Linked DNA regions of Mus musculus: region 1 is linked to region 2. The links are chromatin contacts, called in public promoter capture Hi-C maps. All regions are on one chromosome and are shown on one strand. Each heading gives the region's core, a stretch centred on a gene start, on an enhancer-like site or on the middle of the called end of the contact. The rest is flanking DNA. Distances are from core to core; before and after follow the strand shown. Region 1 holds the start of Gins3 (GINS complex subunit 3 (Psf3 homolog)). Region 2 holds the start of Adgrg1 (adhesion G protein-coupled receptor G1).

Evidence for each region. Promoter capture Hi-C pulls out the DNA fragments that hold promoters and counts their contacts.
Region 1: a promoter capture Hi-C map of pre-B cells shows a contact between it and region 2, with 2.5 times the contacts expected there. The contact joins the promoter of Gins3 here to the promoter of Adgrg1 in region 2. A contact is called at or near these places in 2 of 39 promoter capture datasets (liver and pre-B cells).

The regions. Positions count from the first base shown.
Region 1 is chr8:95,629,482-95,635,606 of GRCm38.p6, reverse strand. It overlaps Gins3 (GINS complex subunit 3 (Psf3 homolog)), which reads right to left and starts at 2,048. Exons shown (of 3, transcript NM_030198.3): 1 at 1,824-2,048. The coding sequence starts at 2,009.
Region 2 is chr8:94,974,152-94,980,889 of GRCm38.p6, reverse strand. Adgrg1 (adhesion G protein-coupled receptor G1) reads right to left here and starts at 3,781. Exons shown (of 14, transcript NM_001198894.1): 1 at 3,473-3,781. It overlaps Gm30968 (a long non-coding RNA gene), which reads left to right and starts at 4,162. Exons shown (of 4, transcript XR_879113.3): 1 at 4,162-4,317.

The sequences.
Region 1 (6,125 bases), core at 799-3,298, 660 kb before region 2:
ATTCTGTGCTGCAGAGGAATTCCAAATACTTTGTGTAGACACTATCTCTCAAACTGGAGCAAGACAGCCTGCTCCTTCAGAGTGGCTATATATAATAACTTCCAAGGAGTATGGCAAACATAACAAACACTACCTCAGCCTGGTGATCAGAATCTACCACAGAGTCGACAACACTAAGTTGGTGTGATGCAGTAAAAATGGAACCTGACCCCTGTGATCTCTCCCAAACCAATAAACCAGTTTGATCATGAGTAAAATATCAAGCAAACCTTATCTGTTATCATAGCCAGAAAACTGTCATTAGATACAACCACAACAAAAAAGCCTGACGATAGCTAAGAAGAACCCAGAGAAATATAATAGCTAAAAATTATTCTTTAATTCTTTTTTTTTTAAAGATGCTAGACTAGAATATTAGGTAAATTAAGAAAATAAGACCCAGCCGGGCGTGGTGGCGCACACCTTTAATCCCAGCAGAGGCAGAGGGAGGCAGAGGCAGGCGGATTTCTGAGTTCAAGGCCAACCTGGTCTACAAAGTGAGTTCCAGGACAGCCAGGACTATACAGAGAAACCCTGTCTCGAAAAACCAAAAAAAGAAAAAAGAAAGAAAAAGAAAAGGAAAAAAGAAAAAGAAAAAAAGACCCAAACTCGGCAGGATATCTTGTTCAGTAGAGTGTAAGAGCTCAACTAAATCCTAGCCATACAGTGGTGACACACACCTTTAATCCCAGCATCAGGGAGGCAGAGGCAAAAGGATTGCTGAGTCTGAGGCCAGCTTGGTATACAGAGCCAGTTTATGTCAGCCAAGGCTACACAGAGAAACTCTGTCTCAAAAACATTAAAAAAACAAAAACAAAAGACTCCTAAATCTTTCTCTATGACAATGGGGAGCCAATAAGTTGACATTTGGGGTAGAACTCTGTGGTAGCATGCTTGCCTGGCATGTGAAACGCTCCAGGATTCACCCCCAGTCCTGGAATATTCTTCAAAAACATGGCGGTCGACTCTGAAGAGTCGACTTACAAAGGACTGTGAGGTTGAGAAGCAGCCCAGGGAGCAAAAATGAGCCTTTCTGTTGTTGAAAAAGTAAAAATGTGGTGTTTTACTTTGAGAAAAAGTACCTAGAAATAGACAGAGACAAAATTGATACCCTTCCAAACAAAACTTAAAGGACCTAACGGGAAATGAAAGTAACCATTGCAAGTTACGCTCTTGGGACAAACTCGTACTTGAAGCCATAGAGTCCAAGGTTCGAATCCCAGTTCACCATTTACTGGAGGACCCTGGCTTTGTTAACCCAGCTTTTGTTAGGTTTATGGGAGGGCAAAAGGCTTAATACGGGAAGCTGCAGTTGCCATTTTTCAGTGCGACACTGAAAATTGTTATGAGCAACCTTTTACCGAGGACTGCCTTGGTTAAGCCAGCACGGACTTACTGTGGAACCCTGGCTGAGGTACTCACTCTTTGTAGAATTGCCTAAGCGAGAAGATGACAATTTATCCCCCCATCACAGACTCCCATCCCCTGATGGACAGTCGGTCCTCGGAAACAGGCTGCAGACACTGTCATAATTGTGCCGAGTGCGCATGACAATCTGCAGTTCCCAGACTTCGAAACTTCAAATAAGTTTTATGGAAACCATGAATAGAACCAAGAGACCCTGAGATGATGGGCTGGAGCCAAAGCCAATGACTTTGGAAAGTTTGAAGACTAAGATCGGTGGCGGGAGAGTCCTCCGAGTGCTGTGCAGCTTCCCGGGACCCCCGAGGACTCCCACCGCCTCCAGATCTTGGAAACCTCTGCCCCGGCCGGGCTCGCCTCACCTGAGGGAGCGGATGGTCCGGCTCGGAGCCCGCGCCCCGCTCCAGGAAGAAGGCTCCCAGGCGCGGCATGGGCGTCTCGACCCGCACCGGCAGCTTCTCCTGCGACATCAGGATGTCGTCCAAAGACAGGAAGTTCTCCTCCGGCCCCAGAGCGCCCGACTCCACTGGGAAATACGCCTCGGACATGGCAGCTCGCAGCACAGTCAGGGATGAGGAGGGCGCGCCACCTCAGCGAACTAGGGCCGGCTTCAAACTCGCTTTCCCGCGCCGCACTCGCCAGACCCGAGCAGTCGATTTCGGCGAGCCTGCGGCCGCTCAGGCAAAAGCAATCAATAAGGTCACAGATTGGGTCCAGTGTCCCCGCCCAATGCGGAAGCCCTGGATGAGTCGGCCGGAAGTCCTCCTGCAGCTTGTAGACTAGGCTGGGGAAGGTATATGAAGCTTGAACATCATTGAAGGGACAGCATGTGTCTGTACTAACGGAACTGTGTTCATGCAGCCTTTAAATACACACATAGAATTTAAAAACATCTTTGGGGATTCAAGTAATATCATTTTACACTATGTATTCCAGCCCTCATTAATCCCGCTTTTATTGCATTTTCACTGGTAGGTTAATTATTGTCTTTGAAAACAACAGAAGAAACTAAAACGCAAGCACTAGTCCAAATGTTTAACTGTGTGCTAAGTTACAAATTATTTGTAGTATTTTGGCCGGGTGTAGGTTCAGGTGGGGTGGGAGTCTAGATGGAGTGGTAGATTTATATATGGCTGGAAGATCTGAAGTTCAGGGCCTTGCTCTACTGTCAACTGGCAAAGTCCTCGTGTGGTGATCAGTTTGGGTTCCTGAAAGAGGAAACTAGACCAGTTTCCTAGTCTTTTCACAGCCACTCTGCAAGCGGGAGCTCCTATATCAAATGCGATCACAGGTAGAGTACCTGAGAACAAAGGAAAGACCACGGTTGCTTGGTTGCTTGGTCCTAGATTTGGCGGTACATACATGAATACAGGTTGAGGCAGATTGTTGCGAGATTTGCTACCGAATTTACCTACTGTAGGAGGGCATTCCTGAGGTAGTGGTTTGTGAGCAACACAGGAAAGGGGGCGAGCATGCCTTTCATCTTTTGTATTCCTTTTTAGTTTTGAATGAAATAATTTGTTAATGTATTTACATAATTCACTACATTTAAGCAATAGCCTTCTAAATATGGACTAGAACTTTACATATGCTAAGCAATAGTCACTTGCTTTTTCTTGCCAAAAACACTTGTATCACATGAATGCTTGAAGTATTTACACCACTTTCTTTACTTTTTATTCCTCTTCTTTTAACAACCATTGCTCTAGTCAGTTTAAGACATTTTATTCCAGACAGCTACTTTAAAAAGTTGCAATAATGTCAAGCATGCTGGCACATGCCTAGAATCCCTGGACTGGGGAAGCCAAGGCAACAGGATCTCAGGGTCGAAACAAGACCAGGTTATAGGGCAAGGCCTTATCTCTAAAACAATTATGACTAATGTGCTTGTTGACAAGAGCGGGTCAGAAGCAGACCCAGGGTGTGAGCTAGGCATGTCCTGTAACTACTGGCAATTTTCTGCATGTACCCAGTTCTTATATACTGCTGCTACCCAATTCACAATGGTTCGACTCACAATCTTTTACTTTACAGTGTTAACAAAAGCTTATTCATATAACCATGCTGTAATTCTCAATACAGTGTTCAATAAATACCACGAGATGTTTCATGTTTTGTTATAAATTAGGCCTTGTGTTAGATGACTTTGCCCAACCATATGTTAATGTGTTGTAAGGCCATTTGAGGCACACTGGGCTAAGTGCTGATATTTTGTAGGATAAGAGATCAAATGGAAGAGATAAAGATCAAATGCCTGCATTCCATCCAGAAAGCTGAGAGTGGATCTTGTTAATGACCTGGTGACCTTTTTGCGGTCTGTGGAGGCAGACCTCACCCCTTTTGCTATAGAGGCAGACCTCCCCCAAATTCCCCAGGATGATTATCCCAGACTCTGCCCTCCTAGACCATTACCCATCCTGACAGAAGATGTCACATGTACATTATGACCTGCTGACCTCTATGATGTCTTGGTCAGAGACCACACTAGATTCTAGGCCTATCAGATATGAACCCCACCCTCGTGGTCACATGTACTTTGTAAAGGAGTTTCTATGTGGTCACACCTTAACCTTTATTGTGCACCAGGAATTGGACTGACTGGAAGCTTTTCCCAAACTGTACTATTTAAAATATGCTGGCAATGAACTGTCTGCATCAGACTCCCCGAGGTCTGGTCCAGGTTGATGGAGGTCAATCTGCACTGGGTTTTCATTCTTTTCTCTTTTTGTGGTTGGGTTCCCTGTCACCTAAAGGAACCCCCTCTGCATGGGATACATGTGCACACACGCACACGCACATGTCTACACACATACACACATGCATACTGCATGCAAACAATATAACACTGAAAAATTAAGTAAACATAACTGATAGTGATAATGTATACTTTTCTGCTGAGAGGGAGATATGACAATAATAGAGTTTAGGGTAGAAATATTAATTCAGGTAACTAAGAGCAATATGGGTCATTTGCTGCTGAGGACAGTAAGCTACTTTTGGGTAGAAATAATAAAAAGACTTAATGAGTTAACATGATAAAAAAAAAGGTATCACTTTTGTGCAGGGATCAGAATATTGGCTCTAAATAAAACACCATGTTAATACTAAAGGGATCCAGATGAAATCGGATGCTCTTGGTTTTTAACTTCTTGGCTGCTGCTGAAGCTCTTGACTACTTGTGTACTGTTCCCCCATTTAGCCTTTCCTCTTCTTAAGCTATGAAACAAGAGGCTGGAGAGGTGGCTCAGCAGTTAAAAGCACTGACTGCTCTTCTGAAGGTCCTGAGTTCAAATCCCAGCAACCGCATGGTGGATCACAACCATCTGTAATGGGATCTGATGCCCTCTTCTGGTGTGTCTGTAGACAGCGACAGTGTACTTGTATATATTGAGTAAATAAATAGATGAATAAATAAGTGCTATTAAACAAGTAAATAAACTAGAACAAGTGAAATGAGTGACAGTTTGAGTTTATGATACTAAAAACAGCCAATCCTTTGGCAGAGTGGCACATGGCTTATTGAGTATGTATCTCTCTATGGCTTACATCCGAAGAGCCAAGAATGCTTTTAAGCCAACTAATCGATAGACTAGAGCTGTGCTGAGAAGACTTTCCATCTACTTATAATACCCGCGTGGTACTCACTGTATTAGTGACACTGAATTTCAGAGCTGCCTTCTGACATGTGTCTGCTGGATCGCTGAAAATAGACTAGTGTTTCCTGTGGAATCATTTTAGAATTGCAGAATCTTAGGGAAGCAATACTTAAGATGACAGTGAACAGACAGGAGCTGCATTATCTGTCATGGCCTAAGTTTAGAAGCCACAGCCTTTAGATATGCAACATCACAAGCAATCCTGGTAAGTGTGTGTGTGTGTGTGTGTGTGTGTGTGTGTGTGTGTGTGTGGTGTGTGTGTGTGTGTGTGTGTGTGTGTGTGTGTGTGTGTGTGTGTGTGTGGTGTGTGTGTGTGTGTGTGTGTGTGTGGTGTGTGTGTGTGTGTGTGTGTGTGTGTGTGTGTGTGTGTGTGTGTGTGTGTGGTGTGTGTGTGTATGTGTGTGTGCACGTGTGTGTGTGTGGTGTGTGTGTTTGTGTGAGTGTGTGTGTGTGTGATGTGTGTGTGTGTGTGGTGTGTGTGTGTATGTGTGTGTGTGGTGTGTGAGTGTGTGTGTGTGTGTGTGGTGTGTGTGTGTGTGTGTGTGTGTGTGTGTCCCATGATGAGGATTGAACTCAGGATTTTATGCATGCTGGGCAAGAACTCTACCACTGAACCACATCCCTGGCCCTAAATCTGCTTTTTATTTGTGTTTTGTTTCTACTTTATCATCCTCATCCTCATCATCATCATCATCATCATCATCATTATTATTATTATTATTATTATTATTATTATTATTATTATTATTATTATTATTACTGAGACAGGTTTCTTTTTAGGTATCCAAAACTGAAGAACTCATCATCCTGCCTCAGGCTTCAGAGTGCTGGGATTAGAGATGCTCATTACCACAGCCAGCTCAGCTGGCTCCTTTGAATGCTAGAGCTTTCTAAATTCCTTGAGTGGGAAGTTGTAATACAGGTGACAAAAATCCAAACCTAGGGAGTGTGGAGGATCTGTGGGTCAGGAAAGAAGGAGAAATGCTCTGGGCTCCACCCTTAGAGTCT
Region 2 (6,738 bases), core at 2,532-5,031:
GTTCTGCCTAAATTTACCTGCCTCAGATTTCCAAAGCCCTAGGTTGCGGTCTGAGGCAAGTCCCATATCCTAGATGCTAGCAGAAATTCTTTAATCCCCCTCGTGGCCACAGCACTGTCCCTCTTCACCCCTTGTGCCAAATAGCAGTGGTAGACTTGTCATAAGCCATAGGAGTGGGTGGTGTTTTCCCCTACAGCCCTGCCAAGGGGTTTACACTAGGAGAGGGAAGGAGCCCCCTAGCCCAGTGTCATGGCTGGAACCAGGGTTTGACTTCCAGGACAGTTCCTTCCCCCAGGTCTCTCTTTCTGGCCCCAATGATGTTTGATGGCATGCCAACGAGAAGTGGTCTTGGTCCCCGGCATGGGCACACCACCTTTCTCCCTGTGCTCACCTCATTCCTGACTGCAGGGAAGAGACCAATCCAGTGTCTTGTTCCCTAGCCAAGTTCATGCTGGCTGCCTCCAAGGCCATCCCCCACTGACTGCCCTCAGAGGTGGGCATACCTGGTGCCCAGCTACCTGAGACAGGCAAACTGGTTAAGAACCGCCTGTTCATGTTGTGGCATGACGGAATGTCTGACCCTCAGTTTAGCCACCCCCGCTCCAAGAGCCCTCCAGTAAGAGGGCTGGATCCAGCCAGATCCTTGCTCAGAGAGTCACATGGGCCATGCCCCTGCCTCTCAGCATTCAGAAGCCCCTGTGCCCAAGGCAAAGATGAGCATCTTGAATAAGCCCTCACCAATCCTGTCACAAGTCTTGTGCCTGTTCTTCAGGATCCAGAGGCCTGGGGTCCTCCTGTGAGACCCTACCCATCTCTAAACAGAGGTCCCCTCTGCAGCCCAGGTGATCAGGGGGAGTTGTTATGATGAGGTCTTCCTCTCAGGGTGAAGACTTCCGCTCAGCCTCTTCAGGGTGTGACTCTCTGGCCTGTACTCTGCTCAGAAGCAGGCTGACCCACGGGAGCCACTGACTAAGCTTCCAAACCACTCTCCACGACACTCTAGTTCCTCCCAGTATAGCTCCAAAGCCCTCCATAACTGCCGTGAGAGTCTAGCATCAAATTGCTGGGCTTTGATCTTTCCGTGCCTCAGTGTTCTCATGTGTAAAAATGGGTACGGCACCCTCCTGACCACTGGGTTTGCTCTTGAGTGTGTGTTGAAATACATGAATGTGTGCATGTTTATGTGCAAATGGGGTGGAGGCCAGAAGTCAACCCTGTGTGTGTCTTCCTCCATCACTCTCCATCTTACGTGTTAAATGTTTTAAGAATTAGGTTGTGTGTCTGTGTCTGTGTCTGTGTGTGTGTGTGTGTGTGTGTGCGATAACTCACAGAAGTTGGTTCTCTCCTTGCCTCATGTGGGACCCAGAGGGATAACTCAGGTCATGAGACCTGAAAGAAAGTCCTTTAGCCTAAATATCTTGCTGGCCCTTCAAATTACTTTTGGAGACAGAGTCTCTCCCAAAGCCTGAAGCTCTCTGATTCAGCTAGACTTGCTGGAGACCCTCCTGTCTCTGCCTCTCTCGAGTACGAGCACAAACCACCAAGCTCAGCTTTTTACTGTGGCGCTGGGGAATCCAAACCCAGACCTTCATGCTTCCACAGCAAGCATGTTTGCCAGCTGAGTTATCTCCCTAGCCCCTTGAGGCTGCTCCTAAAATATCTCCAGTGTGCAGGAACAGAGGGACTTCGACCCTCCACAGAAGCCACCCTGCCTCAGCTAGAGAGCCAAGCATGGTCTGAGGTGACTAGCATTCCCCAAAAAGGCCATGTCAGCTGCTGCCAACTGTTTCACACTTGTGCCCGGTCTATGCCGCCCCTCCCCGGGTCCTGTCCTGAGGTTTGAGTGGAAGCTGCTCAGATACCAGAACTGGTCCAACTGTCTCTGATCAAGCAGAGAAGCATTATCTCCTCGGTACCAAGGCAGGCAAGGGAAGCCCAGAGAGGTTTAGGGACTACCCCACAAGACAGTACAGCCCCGTACGAAGAATGGGTAGGTCATTCCATCTTACGAAGAACACTATGCCAGGTCACTCACTGCCAGTCTCCAGGACCGGAATCTTGGTTGTGCCCTCATGTGCAACCACATCCCCTTCTCAATACATACACAGCACAGATGCGTTTGTGAGATGTTGGCTGGGGAGACTCACTTGGGAATTCACAGACACTCGTTTCCTCACCCAAAATCCCCCTAGACTGCCACCACCTCCTCCCCTTTTTCCCTCCCCCTTTTTCTTTCAATACAGCATCTCTCCACGTAGCCCAGGCTGGCCTGGAACTCAAAACCGATCTGCCTCATCCATCCTAGTGTGGCGATTACACCCCGCCCATCCCCAGCACTTCTCTTTTGATACAATAAAGAGCTGGAATCCTAAGTACTTTGTAGAAATCCCACAGAGCATGGGGCCCCCTAGCCCCGGAAGACCTTGCCCCCCCCCAACACCTCCTGCCTTCTGCATGCCCCTCTGCCCAGCTGCCAGGGAACCCCCCGGGGTCTCCCACTAAGTGCTGGGGTGCAGGTGGCGCAGGCGGCATAATGGAGTGATAACAGATGCTCATTAGCAGGGGCCCACCATGCAGCCCACACGCCTCAGGGAGTCAGACTGGCAGAGGCAAACAGCGGCGCCAGCCGCCCACCTTTGTCTGGTTGAGTGGGGGCTGTGAGCTAGGGCTGGGGGCTGGGCACTGGGGCTTTAGAAGCCATATATGATTTGACATCTGGGGGCCCGTCTATCTCCATCATGGTACAGCTAGGGACATGGGTCCAGCTGGAAGGAATGCCAGGGTCCCACCAGAGGCCATGGCAAGCCTGAACTTTTACCTATCTGGGTGCATCTTTGGGGTTACCATGTGGGGGAAGCAACTGGTAGGAGGTGTGCACTCTTGGGACCCCCTCTAGTGACTCTTGCAGACGGGGTGACAGACCTGGGCTGACAGGCATGGGGACCTGTGGCTGGCAGCAACAGAGAGACATATACATGAGCTCTATCTACCCTTTTGCTGGCTTACCAGGAAAGGCTGCCTGCCTCTTCCTCCTCAAAAGTCAAACAACCAAAGTGAGCTGCTGCTAAACCGGTCCCCCCACCCCCCGCCCTCCCCGCCCCCGTGGATCTCAGGAGGAAACTGCTTGGGAAGCACTAGGGACAAAGGGAAAAATGGGGTTCATGCCGCCAGTCCTCAACCACACGCCAGGGTCCAAGCTTCACTCTGGCCCTCGTGGCAGTGGTGCCCTTCTGAGCAAAGAGGGACACAGCTGGCCAACGTGTTCCAGTGCCCCCTCGTGAGCACGCCCAGCCCCACACTCTGAGCGGCAAGGAGTATCCTAGGACCAGCTAGAACCTCAAACTCAGTCGTTCCCTGGGAGATACGATCCAGCACACACTCGAGAACTCCCAAGCACTGCGCTAAACCTTAGACTAAGGTCAAGCGGGCCAGGCCAGGCGAAGTGCATGCCGTACCCGCTGCCCTCTCTTACCTCCGTCTCGCACTGTGAACAGCAGCGTCTTGCCTCCAAGCCTAGGCAGGCACTTCTGTTAACAGCCTTTGCTGCTAATGTCTCCTCCTCCTCCCAGGTGCCCAGCACCTAGTCTGAGCCTGTCTAGGCAGCTGTGAACTCAATCCAGGTGAGGCTCCGCCTACCCGGCTAGCTTCCGGTGCCAAGTGCCCTCTAAAACTCCTAGGTTTCCTAGCGAGGCTTGACAGAGTCTTCAGACTCCATGGACTTTGGGGATTTCTTCCCTAGACAGTAAAAGCTGCCCCGTGGGAGGCCGGGATCACGCTGTCTCTGGGCTTCAGAGACCCTTTTCAGGCTGTGGGAGGCAGGCCGCCACGCCCACACACACCTGCAAACTGCCAGCCCTTTGTGGCTTCTCCAGCCTCTTCAGACCATATCCTGTCTGCAGCGCCATTCACACCAGCCACAGGCTGGATACAGGAGGGCTCCGGGGCTGTGGGTGGGGCTCTCACAATATGTCCTGCTGGACTCAGGTGGGATCAGAGCAGGCAGAAGGTGAGGGGGCAGGAACTGGAGCTTTTTGCTAGGGATGGGAGGTGGCAGCTGCCCCAGGTATCTTGGAAGGGGGCCAAGGGGAGAAGTCCAGGCGAGCTCCACCAATGGAGAGAGGCCTCGTGCAGGCACTTCCTTCAGACCCTGCCACCCACCTCTCTTTCAATGCTCTTGCAATCAGGCACTAGTATGGGGGCGGGGTATGTGTGTGAGTCCTGATGCACACACCTAGCTCCCAACATAGAGACCTGCTGGCTGAGCCATACTTCCCTGAGGACGCCAATCCAAGCAGAAGCTGATCCTCTGAGCAAGGGGTATGAAACACTGTTGTGGGCCAGGCCCATGGGGTTGTCAGTCCCCTAGGATCTACCTCGCTTCCCTCCCCACCGGGCCCTCCCGCCATGTTTTTCCGCCACTGTGTTTCTTGCCCCTCAGGTCAATCCCCATGCTTGTCTTGTCTGCTTTTCCCCAGCAGTTACCAGAGCAGGGCCAGAATAGGGTCTGGTCTAGAGGGAAGATGTATGGCTAGTGAGTGGATAAGAAAAGATGGATGGATAGATAGATAGGTGGATGGACAGATGGACCAGCGGATGGATTCCGTCACATGTTTGTGGAAAGCCTGCTGTGATCCAGGCACTGTGCAGGGCATAGGAGCGACAGCTACAAGCCATATACTAAAATCCCTGCCCGCTCAAAGCTGCAGGGATACAGATCATAAATTTAATGAGCAATAAATATGAAATCTATCCAGAGCTATAGTAAGAATAATGGGGAGAAAATATGGTGAGGGGAGTTGATAAAGGAGCAGGGCTGGATTCACGGTGAGAAATGATGCTTGAGTGTAGACAGCATCCAAGGAGGCAGCCTACGGGGTACCAAGAGCAGAGCATTCTAGTGGATGGAAGAGTCTGTGCAAAGGCCCTGGGGTCGGTGATCCTGACTTTAGGGATGAGGAGGAGGAGGGTGCTCACTGCTGTGCAACTGAATGAAGGAACCAAAGACAGAGACGAGGCCACAGAGTTGAGAAGGATATCAAAAGGGAGCACCAGTCCCCTGAGATGACATAAGCACCTGTCTGCATAGGCCCCACTGGGACTCTCAATCCCGCCATAACCCCTTCCACGTGGGAACTTCTGGCTACAGGGTGGGCATGCAAACTTGCTCTGCCCAGCACAAACTGGATCTCTAGAACTGAGCAGATGGGGGTGGGGAGGAGCCAAGGAAGATGAATGTCAAAAAAAGGACCCAGAGAAAAAGCTTGACTACAGATCCCCATGGCCCCAGAGGCACTGTCTGCCCTGATAAGGACACAGGGGAGTGCCAGTGATTTCTTGTATCCCTAACTTGTGACACCCACACTTCACATCCTCTTCTATGTCCTCAGGGGCCTCGTCATGTGATATAGCTACCATTCTGTCACCTAATAGCAAGGACTGGTGCTAGAATCCCAGTCTTGAGCCCACTTTCACTGGGTTTCCTTGGAAAGGTTGCTTAACCTCTCTGTGCCGCAGGTCATATATCAAATGGGGACCCCTTCTTTTGCCCTGCTTGCCCTCCAATGATAACAAGAGTTGGAAAAGTAGTGAGCCCTGGCAGGGTAGGTAGGCACTGAGGAGCATTTGTGAGTCTGAAGGTATGGTCTCCTGGTGACCCAGACCATCCCCTAGTACAGTAGGTTAAGGAAATGAAATGTAACCAGAACCTATCCAAGTCTCAGACCTGCTACCTGCAGAGATGGATTGTAACCACCATAATCCGGGCAGCTAGACCTGAGCCAAATGTAAACTCTAGGTCACACCTGACTTCTCCTTCATCCTGGAGGGAGCAGCATCCTGGCCCTGAGGGGCAGGGTACACCCAAGCAAGTCAAGAGTCAGGCCCAGGAATAGGCTTGAAGTCACACCCAGGCAGCTGAACTCCAGAATCAGGCTTGTTCCCACCCATCACTGACGACAGAGAAAAGAATACAGAGCCCTCCCCTTCCTGGGTACCTCGTGAGAAGGTGAGGGAGTCCCCAGGTGTGTACCCCGTGTTTTCAAGCTTCCATGTTCCCTCTCAGAGCTGGTGGAGCCCACAAGGTCAGGGGGTGAGCTCCCCATCTCTGTGGAAAGCCATGGCTGAGCTCCTCTTGAACCTTGCGAAGGTGTTGGCTTCACCCACGGTGGCAGGTGTGAACTCAGGCAGGGCTTCTGACTGGGGCATTTTTCCCTAGTTCCTGTATTTATCCACTGAGCTAATATTTGCCTAGTAAGTCCTAGGTGCCTGGGCCTCTCTGGTTCAGAAAACAAACACCCTGTGGGGCGGGCAGTAGAAATGATGAGGTGGGGGTAGGGTGGGGTAAGGGGTGGGGGTGGGGATTGCTAGTTCAGACTGCCTGAAGCCCAGCCCCACCTGCTGTTCAGTCACCTCCCTCAGCCTCCTATGTGTGCACAGCAGGTGTTAGGGGCACCTTTCCAGGCTGTGAGGACTCCCTGAGAAGACACTCAGTCCCTCTCAATGGCTGACACATGTCTAAATACCCCATAAATGCTCCCCATCCCCAGTGCAGAGCAGAAGGTTAAGTTACTGGCTTTTGGCAATCCTCCCTGCGCTCAGTGCTGTTCCTGCTACTGAATGGAGGTGGTCCCCACTGCTTCCAGGGACAAGGACTGTCTCCCTATGGCCACCCCTGGCAGAAGCCATTCTTCAGGGGCATGTGGGTGTGTGAGCTCACTGCTCTAGAGCCCACCCCCAGTA